Linked DNA regions of Mus musculus: region 2 is linked to region 1. Evidence: chromatin contacts called from public Hi-C data. All regions are on one chromosome and are shown on one strand. Each heading gives the region's core, a stretch centred on a gene start, on an enhancer-like site or on the middle of the called end of the contact. The rest is flanking DNA. Distances are from core to core; before and after follow the strand shown. Region 1 holds the start of Aicda (activation-induced cytidine deaminase). Region 2 holds the start of Ptpn6 (protein tyrosine phosphatase, non-receptor type 6).

Region 1 (2,700 bases), core at 29-2,528:
AATTAAGTGGCAGATTACTTGTCTAGCATGTGTGAGGTCTTCAATGTGGTCCCTGATAGGGGTGAGGGAGAGTGGGAGGAGGAAAGGGGGAGGAGAGGGAGGAGGAGAAGGAGGAGAAGGAAAAGGAAGAGGAGGAGGGGGAAGAGGAGAAGGGGCAAAAGGAGGAGGAGGAGGGAGAAGAGGAGGGAAAGAGATGGGGAGCAGGAGAAGGAGGAGGAAGAGGAGGAAGAGGGGGAAGAGGGGAAGGGGAAGAGGAGGGGGAGGAGGGAGAAGAGGAGGGGAAGAGATGGGGAGGAGGGAGGAAGAGGAGGAGGGGGAGAAGAAGAGGGGGTAGGAGAAGGGTAACAAAAAGAAAGAAGGAAGACAAGAAAGGAAAAATCTGGAATCTGAAGAACACCCTGCTACCATTAGCTATATTAACTCCATATTCTAAACCTCATAGCCAAACGGAAGTGAGCTCAAGTGTATGGGCTTTAGGCATAGTGACTCACACACTGGCAATAAATGTAAAAATCAAGAGAGAAATTTCTGATAATGGCTCATCATGAGCTGCATATAAAAGCTTTCAAGAAGCTAAGAAATCTCTGCATAGATGAATTAAACAGTAAAAATGTCACCAAGTGTCTAACAGTTGAGTCTATAACACTAAATTGCCTGTCTTAATGAAATTCTCTCCTTCAATAGACACCATTGTAATGAGTTGCAAGCAATTCATCTCAAATGTTTAGTTTTTTTTTTTTTTTTTTTTTTTTTGAGAAGTACAAATCTTCTTGCTATAACTAAATAATTCCTGTAAAGACTCCCCATGCGAGTCTTAAGATGTTGGATATTTGCCAAATAATTGTGAAAATAACCACTACTGTTTTTAGTAAGGAGTTGCTACGACCTCTTTGTGGCGCGGGCCTCTAAGGCTTCGCTGTTATTACCACAAGCCGGCTCTAGCTCTGCCCAAATCTCAGGACAAGTCAAGGCTTCCTATCTCTAGCAACACAGAGAAGAGAGAAACCGGGGGAAGGGAAGAACTTCGTGGTCAGAGTTAGGTCCAAAACCCAAAAGACCTGAGCAGAGGGTGGCAAGCAGACGAGGAAATTCGCGCACTGACAGGCAAAGCCTCCATCCAGACAGGCAGCCAGCACTACTGGAGCACATGCACAAGCAGATGAGACTGTCTTGTTACCTGTCCATATCGGTCTCCAGCGTGACTTTCTTGACTCCCTCAAAGTCTTAGGCCAAAGGAAGCTTGCTTCAAGCAAGGCTGCTTCAGTGCTGTTGTGTGACAGAGCACTGGCCCCTGGCATTCAAATCTGAGCTTGCTCTTGTGGGCTCCTCCCCCACGACAGCATCACTACCACCAGGTATCCAACATCTGCCTCCTGGGTTGGGTCCAGTAAAGATGGGCGGGGCTGTGGTGGGCAGAGCCACACGGATTAAATGATTGGGGGGCGGGGGGCAGTTCTGCTCATGCTTAATGTCCAACTTCCTTCGAGGCTGTTCCTCTAAAAAGCCAGCCCAGGTACCACAGGTAACAAAGATCAGGAGACAATAGCACTGGACACTTTTCACATTGGTATCATGATAATGAGCTCTGTGAGTGTGTGTGTGTGTGTGTGTGGGGGGGTCCCAGGTATCACACCTAAGGTCTGTGCATGCTTCCTAATTTTAAAATTGTGATAACAAGAATGATAGCAGTCATAGTGACTTAAAGTGGCCTTAAATGCATCTTGTGCTTCTTGAACTTACAGTATCTGTTCCTTCCGTTTGTTACACTCAGTTTTATGCCTCAGTAGAGATGGGGGTTGACCACCACAGCATCCAGAGAGTGAACTTTAGCCTCCTAATTCTCTAATATATTTTTCTTTTTTTAAAATGACATTATAAGATAGCTAGAAAGACTAGTTGCTTGCACCAAAAAGTGATTTATTTTAATTTTGTGTGTGTGTGTGTGTCAAAAAGTATTTTTTTTTTAAAAAAGAACTCTTTTTCCTCATTAAAAATACCTTACTGGAGGCCTGGAGAGCTGGCCCAGTGATTAAGAGCACTTATTTCTATTGCAGAGGACCAGCAGGCGGTTGAAAGCCACCATGTGTGGTTGCTGGGATCTGAACCCTGATCATCTGGAAGAACATCCTTTGCTTTCTTCCTTCCTTCCTTTCTTATACTCTTCCTTCCTTCCTTCCTTCCTTCCTTCCTTCCTTCCTTCCTTCCTTCCTTCCTTCCTTCTTTCCTCCCTCCCTCCCTCCCTCCCTCCCTCCCTCCCTCCTTCCTTCCTTTCTTCCTTCCTTCCTTCCTTCCTTCCTTCCCTTCCTTTTTTTAGATAGGGTGTCATTATGTAGCTCCTCTGGCTGGTCTGGAACTTTCTATATAGACCAGACCAGTCTTGAGCTAGAGACTGGATCCCGTTGCATGCACACAGCACATGCCCCTGCCCCTATTTTGTTGCTGTGAAATCTCTCTGTGCAAAGTCTCATAGTTCAGGACTTGGCTTACTCCCTGGCAGTTTAGCCTTCCCTGGATATCATATCTGAAATGTTAATGAGCCCCCATCCTCCTTCTTCCTCTAATTAATTTCCTCTGCATTATCACATCACTATCAGAGACACAATTTCCCTCACTAGTGAATTAATGAATTCCTGGGAAAAAAATTTCAGGGCACCGGGAGTAACCAGCACCAGCCGTGACATTACAGGGTTAAGGGAACCC
Region 2 (2,700 bases), core at 90-2,589, 2.2 Mb before region 1:
ACTGCAGAAGTGTGAAGGGAATCAAATGAATAAGGAAAAGAAATAGGGTGGAAGATGTACACTGCCCAAGGATGCCTGCCCAAGGATGCTCCTCACACTGTTTAAGGGACTGAGAGTCTGGGTTGGTTTTGTTGTTCTTGTTGTTGAAACAGGTCTCACTATATAGCGCTAGATATCCTGGAACTCACTGTATAGACCAAGTTGGCCTCAAACTCACAGAGAGCTGCCTGCCTATGCCTCCCAAGTGTTGGGATTAAAGGCATGGGTTACCATGCCCAGCTAGGACTGGGGTTCTAATTTCAGTATTATAAAACAAACAAACAAACAAACAAACAAACAAACCAAAACTAACCAATCAAAACACCTCAGACAATAAACCCTTAAAAGATATAAGGTGCTCTGTCCCATCTCCCTTCTCCAGCAGCCTGTGTCCCTTGCTAAGGAAGATACCAATATAAATTGGGCAGCTTGTTTCCCCTCTGGTCTTGGCTTGGTAGTATTTGCATCTTTTTTTGTATTCATCCTGGGGTTTACATACACAAGGTCCCATAAGCCTGAAGGCTGAGCGCTCCTAAAGTTTAAAGCCCTCCCTGTGAGCGTCTGCCCTTGTTGGGACCCTGGCCATAAACCCTAACCTTTAGGAGATACCTTCCCACCCCACCCCTCCCTGCTGACAGTCAGGGTATAGGAAGGAGGCCTAGGCCCATGATGACAGAGCTGCACAAGGTTGCTTTGTGGGGGCTCTCAGCTGTGATGATAGCATCTCCTTTGGACAAGGAGTCTATTGACTACTGTTCTTTGGGTCCTGAGGGCTGGCAAGCAGAATTCAAAAGTCATTGGCTTTGAAACTATTTAGGTCTGAATCCTGCAACTCACTAAGGGTAAGACCTGGGGGCAATTCCTCAAACTTCTTGGCCTCAGTTTCCTTGTCTGTGAAGTGGGGATAAAGATAGTGCCTGAGGAATGAGGCCCTGGTGACCTGTAACTCACAGGAGGCATGAAAATGACATTGTAGCAATGAGTCTGGCAGGCTGCGACACTCCATTAAATGACGGTGCCACTGCACACGATCATTATTAGACTGTGCCTAAGAATAATTCTGAGTAGAGGCAGCTGCTGGAGGAGGAAGGGTTGACCTGATAATGTGGATATTCACTGTGCGTGACTCTTGACCTGCCACACGTGTGCCTTACCTCTTGAGTCATGAATATTTACTGCCTTGCCCCTGTGCCTTTGTTGGCAGACTGTGGGAAGTGGGCCCTCCCCCACCCTGCCACCCTCCAGCTCCTCTTCCCTCGCTCTGAAAAGAGAAGTTCTAGTGAGTTCCCCTAAGGGGTCGGCCGCGCCCCTTCCTGTCTCCGCCCTGCTGGCTGCCCCAGGCCAGTAGAGTGGTAGCCCGGGGAGCAGGACTGCAGGTTGGCTTTGGAGGCCTGGGCTCTGAGAGCCTTGCCTGAGGCTCATCTCTAGAGTTTGTACGTGCCTGCCCAGACAAACTGTTCCCTCCACATTTTCTGCAGCCAATTCAGTGAGAACCCCAGGATGGTGAGGTAAGGGCCTGGGACCCATGGAGGATAGGAAACAAGGGTGGCTGGAGCCCTGGGGATATTCCCTCACTGCCCTGTGCACTTTTAGGTGGTTTCACCGGGACCTCAGCGGGCCTGATGCAGAGACCCTGCTGAAGGGCCGGGGAGTCCCTGGGAGCTTCCTGGCTCGGCCCAGCCGCAAGAACCAGGGTGACTTCTCCCTCTCAGTCAGGTGGGTGGCCCTCCCTGCACCTTGGCAGCTCATTGTGTGGGTCCGGAGCATTCCTGGGTTCCCTGGGTTGTGTTGTCTCCTCATGATACATTTCTTCCCTTCTGTCCCTGCCTGTCGCCCTAGCATGTGCCCATAACTGTCTATGTCTACTCCATGCCTATGTGCTTTTGCATCGAGACCCCTGTCCCCCCAAGCCCACCCCGCTGCTGCTCATGTATCTCACTACCTGGTGGTGCCTCGCAGGGTGGATGATCAGGTGACTCATATTCGGATCCAGAACTCAGGGGACTTCTATGACCTGTACGGAGGGGAGAAGTTTGCGACGCTGACAGAGCTGGTCGAGTATTACACGCAGCAGCAGGGCATCCTGCAGGACCGAGATGGCACCATCATCCACCTTAAGTACCCACTGAACTGCTCGGACCCCACCAGTGAGAGGTGAGGGGCATTGCAGGTTGGCCCTGTCCCTTGAGATAAGTGGACATCCAGACCAGGTGTCCTTCTGTTCCCAGTCCGTTCTTCATCCCTGATCTTCCACACCTGTTCTCTCAGTGTTCTCAGCCTCTTCCCTCTGTAGGCTGATGATTCCCATGTATCTAACCAATCCCCTGTCCCCTGAGGAAGCCAGAGAAGGGTTCCCCTTGCCTTCCTGCAGGGTTCCTGCTGCCTAGCAACCTCATCCTGAGAGTAACAGAGAGGCCACTCCTTGTCTCTGGTGTTTCTCATCAGGTCGGCCCTATTACTAGAAAGCTTGTCCTACCATGGAACTCTGGTGCCTTCTTCCAGCCCTCTACACAGCCTGGGGCTCTAGGTCCCTGTCTTAATAAGGTCTTAGAGGTCCACTGGTACTGGGGTACTCAGGGACTTCTCTCAGCATCACACTGAGGTGGGGCTGGACAGAGCTTGGTGAAAGCAAGGTCGCTGAGGTGGTCACAGGTAGAGAAG

Evidence for each region. A called contact is a pair of places that touch in the nucleus more often than the background predicts.
Region 2: a Hi-C map of B cells shows a contact between it and region 1, with 5 read pairs. The contact joins the promoter of Ptpn6 here to the promoter of Aicda in region 1. A contact is called at or near these places in 1 of 39 promoter capture datasets (pre-B cells) and 1 of 484 Hi-C or Micro-C datasets (B cells).

The regions. Positions count from the first base shown.
Region 1 is chr6:122,552,387-122,555,086 of GRCm38.p6, reverse strand. Aicda (activation-induced cytidine deaminase) reads right to left here and starts at 1,278. Exons shown (of 5, transcript NM_009645.2): 1 at 1,178-1,278. The coding sequence starts at 1,185.
Region 2 is chr6:124,731,793-124,734,492 of GRCm38.p6, reverse strand. Ptpn6 (protein tyrosine phosphatase, non-receptor type 6) reads left to right here and starts at 1,339. Exons shown (of 16, transcript NM_013545.3): 1 at 1,339-1,547; 2 at 1,633-1,755; 3 at 1,999-2,193. The coding sequence starts at 1,540.